Regions from separate parts of the Mus musculus genome. Here region 1 is linked to region 2. Evidence: chromatin contacts called from public HiChIP or PLAC-seq data. All regions are on one chromosome and are shown on one strand. Each heading gives the region's core, a stretch centred on a gene start, on an enhancer-like site or on the middle of the called end of the contact. The rest is flanking DNA. Distances are from core to core; before and after follow the strand shown.

The links. HiChIP or PLAC-seq counts read pairs in DNA pulled down with a chosen protein or histone mark.
Region 1: a contact with region 2 is called in a BATF HiChIP or PLAC-seq map of CD8 T cells, with 6 read pairs. The contact joins two enhancer-like sites. A contact is called at or near these places in 1 of 15 datasets of contacts at CTCF or cohesin (large pre-B cells), 1 of 115 datasets of contacts at active chromatin or transcription factors (CD8 T cells) and 1 of 9 other capture datasets (embryonic stem cells).

The regions. Positions count from the first base shown.
Region 1 is chr17:52,161,365-52,164,857 of GRCm38.p6, reverse strand. Gm19585 (predicted gene, 19585) reads right to left here. Exons shown (of 4, transcript NR_155494.1): 4 at 1,372-2,064. Among named protein-coding and RNA genes, the nearest start is that of Gm19585, 14 kb to the right of the region's middle. Within about 2 kb of position 2,092, at least 81 of the 459 cell types and tissues checked have an H3K27ac peak or open chromatin away from gene starts, as enhancers often do. A contact at or near this core is called in CD8 T cells, where this site is marked.
Region 2 is chr17:51,380,914-51,384,543 of GRCm38.p6, reverse strand. No RefSeq gene overlaps it. Among named protein-coding and RNA genes, the nearest start is that of C330011F03Rik, 66 kb to the left of the region's middle. Within about 2 kb of position 1,778, at least 28 of the 459 cell types and tissues checked have an H3K27ac peak or open chromatin away from gene starts, as enhancers often do. A contact at or near this core is called in CD8 T cells, where this site is marked.

The DNA.
Region 1 (3,493 bases), core at 843-3,342, 780 kb before region 2:
TAGGCAGTGCCTGGATGCATTAATAGGTCAAGATGGATCACATTTTAAAATGTTATGTTTTGAAAGTTCTCTCTTTCTTACCTTTTATTTGTGTGTGTGTGTGTGTGTGTGTGTGTGTGTGTGTGTGTGTGTGTGTGGTGTTTGCAGGGTATACATTATGTGACAGGGGTATATACAGGGGTGGTATACACACCCACATTAATGGGATCCTCCTCTGGCATCTTCTATTTCTATTCATCTTATTTCTTGATAGAGTCCCTCGGTGAATCTGTGGCTTGCTTGCCATTTTAGACTGGCTGGCCAATAAACCCAAGGATGCACCTGTCTTGGCCCCTGTTGCAACTGGAATTTCAGAGGACTGCCTTTACACCTGACTTTTACACGGGTGCCGGGGACTCGAACTCCTGCCTTCACACTTGCACAGCAGGCACTTACTCCTCCATGCTCCCGGGATGCTAAGTAACTTTGAAGAGCATATTTGAAGTCTATGCCTTGCCACTTTCTCTGGCAGAGGTTTAAGACCACACTAAATGGAAACAGAAAAAGAAATGTTGGAATAGGGAGAAACTAGCCAAGTACATAAAGAATAAAATGTAGAAACAGCAAGTATGGACAAGACCATCTTTGTAGTATAATTCTTTTCTTCCTCCAAAAAAACTTCTGTCATCTCAAATGTGTGCCTATGCCATTGTACTCACTCTTCTCTGTTATTTAATCTGTACAGTAATCACTAGTCTGTTTTTCCTTTTAATATTTTACACTTGGCCCCAGATAGGGAAGAGTGACTGGAACAAAACCGGTTAATACATAGCTTTTTGTGTTCCATTTTTGTAGGTTTTAAAAACTCCAAGGTTGGACACAGAATAAATTAATTCTTTAAAACATTTTACTCTATTCATTTATTTACTGTGTGTGGAGGCATACCACAGTATGCACAATGGAGGACTGTGGACAACCAGAGTGGACCACATGGTGGGAGAAGGGATCAAGATCATGCTGTCAGCTTTGTTAGCAAGTTCTGTTACCCACTGAGCCATCTTGCTGGTCCAGAGTATGTGGTCTTTAACAAATGCATATGGAGGCCTATGAGATGGGTGGCTGAGGTATATAAGATGCTGCTCCAGTCAACCCAGCAATCCTGAAGAGAGTCTGAAGACACTTTCGGTCTTGAGCAGGTCTTCTACTCCAGTTCGGATAAAATGATGCTGAGATACAGAAAGGGGATGAAGTAATCCACAACTCACAATAGGTCACCTGGACATGTATGTCCCAACATGACATCTGTATGTCAATATTTTGTTTTAAGCCTCGAGTAGCCTCAGACTGCTATAAACAGAAGAATAAATGAACATAGAAGTAGACTGGAGGGCTTACATTTATTTGTTTATTTATTTATTTATATCTATTTATTTTACAATCATCTCCCATAGTCTGGCATTTATAAACCCTTAACTACTTATCATCAATCATTTTTGGTCAACTTTGATGTGAGAATGATTTTTATCAAGTGTCCAGGAAACACACCTGGGTAGATCTGCAGAATGGCCCAGAGTATGAGAGGCCATGTAGAAACAGGAAGCCGAACTTCAGTTGAAAGAGTTCATGTTTTCTCTCTGTTCAGATCTCAGACTAAATTTGGCAAGCTGTGAGTGCCCGTGCAAGGGAAGGAAATGCATAACAGAGCAGAGCAACTCATCTTTCATGGCTTTTGGGAAATTATTTGACAGATCCACAGTCATATTATTCTTTAAAAACTCTTTCATGAGGCATTTCCCAAGAAATTCTGATGTTGACTGTGGTGGACTGACGGGTTGTGTTTACGTACTTCTAAGGGACCACAAGTCTACCTGTGTGTGAATGAGCGCCTTCCTAATAAGTAAATGACTCTGCTTTCATGTGTTTAATAATATTTAGACTTCACTTTTTCTTTTTTTTTTCCCCTTATGTTCTCCCAAAGAAGTTTCGGTCTCTCCCATCATGTGTTGTTGTGGTGGTGAGGTTATTTTTCTTGATGAGTCGCACCCACTCACAGTCAACTTGAAGGTCTTTTCCACTGCAGACAGCCTGTGAATGCGCAAAAGGAAGCTGGTTATCTCCACATCAGCAACTCACATCACAGCGTGATCAGAAGTGACATCACTGTGTGGTTTCACTAATGATATTTAAAGGAGATCACTATTTTCAGTTGCTTTTTTAGTCTCAGAAACCTCTGCATCTCCTTCCACTTCGCTGCCCATCTGTCACCCCTCCTCTGTCCCACCAGATTCCTTCTCAGCACTACTCTCCTCTCCATTTCCAGCCTGTGATGACAATGGGTCCTCTCAGGTTTTTCTGGGGTTGTTTTGTTTTGTTTTTTAAAAAAGAGAAAAGTCAAGTCCATTAATACTATTGACTTGGTAACTTTTTTTTCCCAGAATAAGATCTGAGAAGAATTCGAGAAAACCACAGATACTAGAACTGATGAAGACTGTTTCCTGTGAATTTGTGTGGCTTGCTCACCAAGACACCCTCTGCTAGTCTCATTCTTCCTTCTATAAACAATTTCTGCAATTGGCCCTAAAACCCTCTTGGAATGAAGACACAATTCTTACATGCGAACACTTCAATCCAGGTCCAGTTGTAGATCAACAGGACCTACACAGGGAAGCATCTTTGTACAGACATCTCTTAAACAATTGTAGTGAAATGATCTGGTTTGAAATAGGTGTCCAGAAGAAAGTCCTTACCTTTGCGTATGCAGTGGAAACCCTCCGTTTTATGTTTACAGTGATAAAATTTGTATATGTGTGTATGCATGCATGCATGTGTACATATATATATATATATATATATATATATATATATGTATATATTTGTGTTTTGGAGTGCAGGTAAGGAAGGGCTGAAAAGTGATGTGTGGGGGAAAAACAGAAATCACATACACTAACATTCCAATAGAGGAGTTTGTAATGAGCATACAAATGGTAGCAGGATGTGCATTTATTAATATTTTATGGAACTGGGTGCCATGAAATGATATCGGTCTCCACAGCATCATCTTTATAACATGTGAGACCACAAGATTCTCCAGCCATAGTCACTGAGCCTCTTGGGCTCTATCTTCCTCCAGTCTAAAATAGTTTCTTAACCCCATCACAGTCGGCTTGGGGGGATGGATGCTTCTTGTGATAGGGTTTACTTAACAGCATTCCTGGTTTCTGCTTGTCAGACACCAGTATGTTCTATCAGTTTTAACAGTCTCCAGACAGAGCCAGATGTTTCTCAAGGGAGCTGAACAGGCAAAATACCCTATAGCTTACAACCAGTAAATAAAAATAATTAAAGTTTATAATATCTTTCTATTCTAAAACTTGGTGAGAAGAACATCTAAGATACTTTTTTAGAATGTATTTTACTTACCTTTTAACTATTTTACAAATACATAATAAAATGTTTTGACCATATTCACCCACCTAGCACCTACTCTCAAACCCCTTGGTACTGCTAAACCCCA
Region 2 (3,630 bases), core at 529-3,028:
AGTGTCTGGCTCATAGCGGGTATTCAGTAAACATTGTTCTTACTGATTTATTTGATAAATGTAAATTGAATATTTAAATTCACTAGGCATTGGACATATATGAATAAATCATGCCTCTGTCTTCATTGAATGTATATTTAGTGAAGAGGGAGAGAAAATTAATAAGCAAACTAACAAATAAGACACTCTCAGATATAAGTATCTGAAAAAAGTAATATGAAGTTATTTAAGGGAAGAATGAAAACAGGGCTGATGGAAGTTGCTCTGGAGGACAGAGAGGACAAGTGTGGATGAGTGGTCATGGCATGTATGTTGTGGTAAAGTGTTTGAATGCTACCCTGTGTGTGACAATATGACTGGTGGAAGATGCAGAGAATGGCTTAAGGAAGGAAAAAAGAAAGGAAACTAGAGAGTGATTAAGAATATATTGTGTTTAATAGCTAAGTAGTATTCCATTTTGTAAATGTACCACATTTTCTGTATCCATTCCTCTGTTCAGGGACAGCTGGGTTCTTAGGCAAATGGATGTACCTGGAGGATATCATCCTGAGTGAGGTAACCCAATCACAAAAGAACACACATGATATGCACTCACTAAGTGGATATTCACCCAGAAACTTAGAATACCCAAGATACAATTTGCAAAACACAAGAAAATCAAGAAGAAGGAAGACCAAAGTGTGGATACTTCATTCCTCCTTAGAATAGGGAATAAAATACCCATGGAAGGAGTTACAGAGAAAAAGTTTGGATCTAAGATGAAAGGATGGACCATCCAGAGACTGCCTCACCCGGAGATCCATCCCATAATCAGCCACCAAATGCAGACACTATTGCATATGCCAGCAAGATTTTGCTGAAAGGACCCTGATATAGCTGTCTCCTGTGAGGCTATTCCAGTGCCTGGCAAATACAGAAGTGGATGCTCACAGTCATCTATTGGATGGAACACAGGACCCCCAATGGAGGAGCTAGAGGAAGTACCCAAGGAGCTGAAGGGATCTGCAACCCTATAGGTGGAACAACAATATGAACTAACCAGTAAGCCCAGAGCTCATGTCTCTAGCTGCACATGTAGCAGAAGATGGCCTAGTCAGCCATCATTGGGAAGAGAAGCCCCTTGGTCTTGCAAACTTCATATGCCCCAGTACAGGGGAATGCCAGGGCCAAGAAGTGGGAGTGGGTAGGTAAGGGAGCAGGGCCGGGGGAGGGTATAGGGAACTTTTGGGATAGCATTTGAAATGTAAATGAAGAAAATATCTAATAAAAAGTTGAAAAATAAAAAAAGAAAAAGAAATAATGGCATGGCAAAAAAATAAAAAAAGAAGAAAGAAAAAAAAAGAATATATTGTGATTGCCTGGAGGTGGTGTCACATGCCTTTGATCCCAGTACTTGGGAGGCAGAGACAGGCAGATCTCTGAGTTCAAGACCAGCCTGGTCTACAAAGTTCCAGGACAGCTAAGGCTACACAGAGAAGCTCTATTTCAAGGGGGAAAAGATTGCAAGATGACAGACTTTTACTTTGGGGAGCAATAGGATGGTTTAGACATTTATAGGAAAGGCACGATCTATCTCAAAAATTCCCACTGGACAAATTACAATAAACATGCACTTAAGAACAATGATGGGCTTGTTTTTAAAAAGAAAAATCACTGAGACAAAAATAATTAATTGGGACTTGAAATCAGAACACTAAAAAAATTTAGAAGCTAAGATTATCCTGAAGACGGAAGTCAGAGCAGGAAGTGTTAGTTACAGGAAGTACAGTCGTTCACCACACAAAAGGCAGGCCATGAGTCAGCACAATGTGGCTGTACTAAGATCGCAACCCTATAGAATAAGGAGACCTTCAGTGAGGCCAGGGAAGCTTGACCCTGGCCCTCCCTAGCAGGAGAGCCAGGAAAAAGAACCACTCGCCTGTCCCAGTGGGAGTCATCACAGAATAGACGCAATCTGACTGTTAGAGGCTTTCTGCGGTAAATAACAGTCTGCCTAAAATTCCTAACAAAATACTTTCAAATGAATCTATTTGCTACAGAGTTGGGAGATCCACAAGAACAGTAAAAAGCATAAAGAATTAAAAATAAATAAATTAAAAAACCAATGCATTTAGAAATATTTAAAGAAATTTCTTACTTTTTTTTTTTTTTTTTCAAGACAGGGTTTCTCTGAGTAGCCCTGGCTGTCCTGGAACTCACTTTGTAGACCAGGCTGGCCTCGAACTCAGAAATCTGCCTGCCTCTGCCTCCCAAGTGCTGGGATTAAAGGCGTGCGCCACCACTGCCTGGCTTAAAGAAATATGTAAAGTGACAAAATATAGTATCTTAGAATCAACCTAAAGAAAACACAGACCATTATTATAGAGTTCAGAGTCTTGGTGAAGATACTCATTTTGATGCTATGGTTGGATATTCAAAGGTTGATCATAAATTAAAAAAAGGAATATAATTTATAGCATCACAGAAAATATTAGAAAAAAAATAAGAAATTAAACTCAATGAAGAAAATCCAAATGAAACATTCACAAATAAAAGAAGAATATTTAATAGTAAAAATACAAACATAACGAAGTATATACGATATTAACAACAAATCAAAACACTATAAACCAAATAATGTTGGTGTTCAGCTCTATGAATGTCCACAAAAGAAACACCCATGTGCACAGAAAACAAAATATGAGAAATAAACAAGGCTAGAAAGTTGATCTGTGCAGACTCCAACCAAAATAAACAATAGCCATATTAACTCCAAATCACAGGGTGCTGAATACTGTGCAGCATCCTGTAAAATATTTGTAATTTTTAAATCAGAAAGGAGAAAGCAATCCTTCATTGATTTATTTTGTTCATTTCTTTATTTTATATGAGTACACTGTAGTTGTCTTCAGACACACCAGAAGAGGATGTCAGATCCTATTATAGATGTTTGTGAGCTACCATGTGGTTTCTGGGAACTAAATTCAAGACCTCTGGAAGAGCAGTTAGTGCTCTTAACCACTGAGCCATCTCTCAAGCCTTGAGAGGCAATTCTAAAGTCCATTGTATCAAGTGACATAACTTTGAAATACACGGAATTGAAAGAATAATTAGTAAATACACCATTTGGCCAGGAGATTTAATATATTCACCTAAGTAATTAAAAAGCAAAATTTAATGCTCGTAGTTTTTACTCTAAAATCACACACACACACACACACACTTAATTTGCTGTGATTAGAGAACAGTGTATGTTGGGGATTGTTTTTGGTGCGCTATGTATCCAAATGCTAAATTCTATACCCCAAGACCTGGTTGCCCCAAGACACGTGAATTCCCCCACACACCAGGTTTTGTTGTTAAAAACCTTGCTCCTGAAACTCATTGGTCAATAAAAGGCTAAAGCATGTGATTGTGCACTAAATAGAGGTAGGCAGGCTTTCAGTTTCCTGGCTGTGAGTAGCAGGTAGAGAGGAAAGGAGAAGAGAGAGGAGAAGAGGAAGAAGGAAGCAGCCATGAGAGGAGACAGACCATGAGCACGTGGCCAGGAGAAACAGCAAGTTATGAGGGCTGAGATGTAAGTCAGAATAGCTCCAAAATCATCTAGGCGTACAACTTAGATAAATAAAACACCCGGATTCTGTGTCTTTT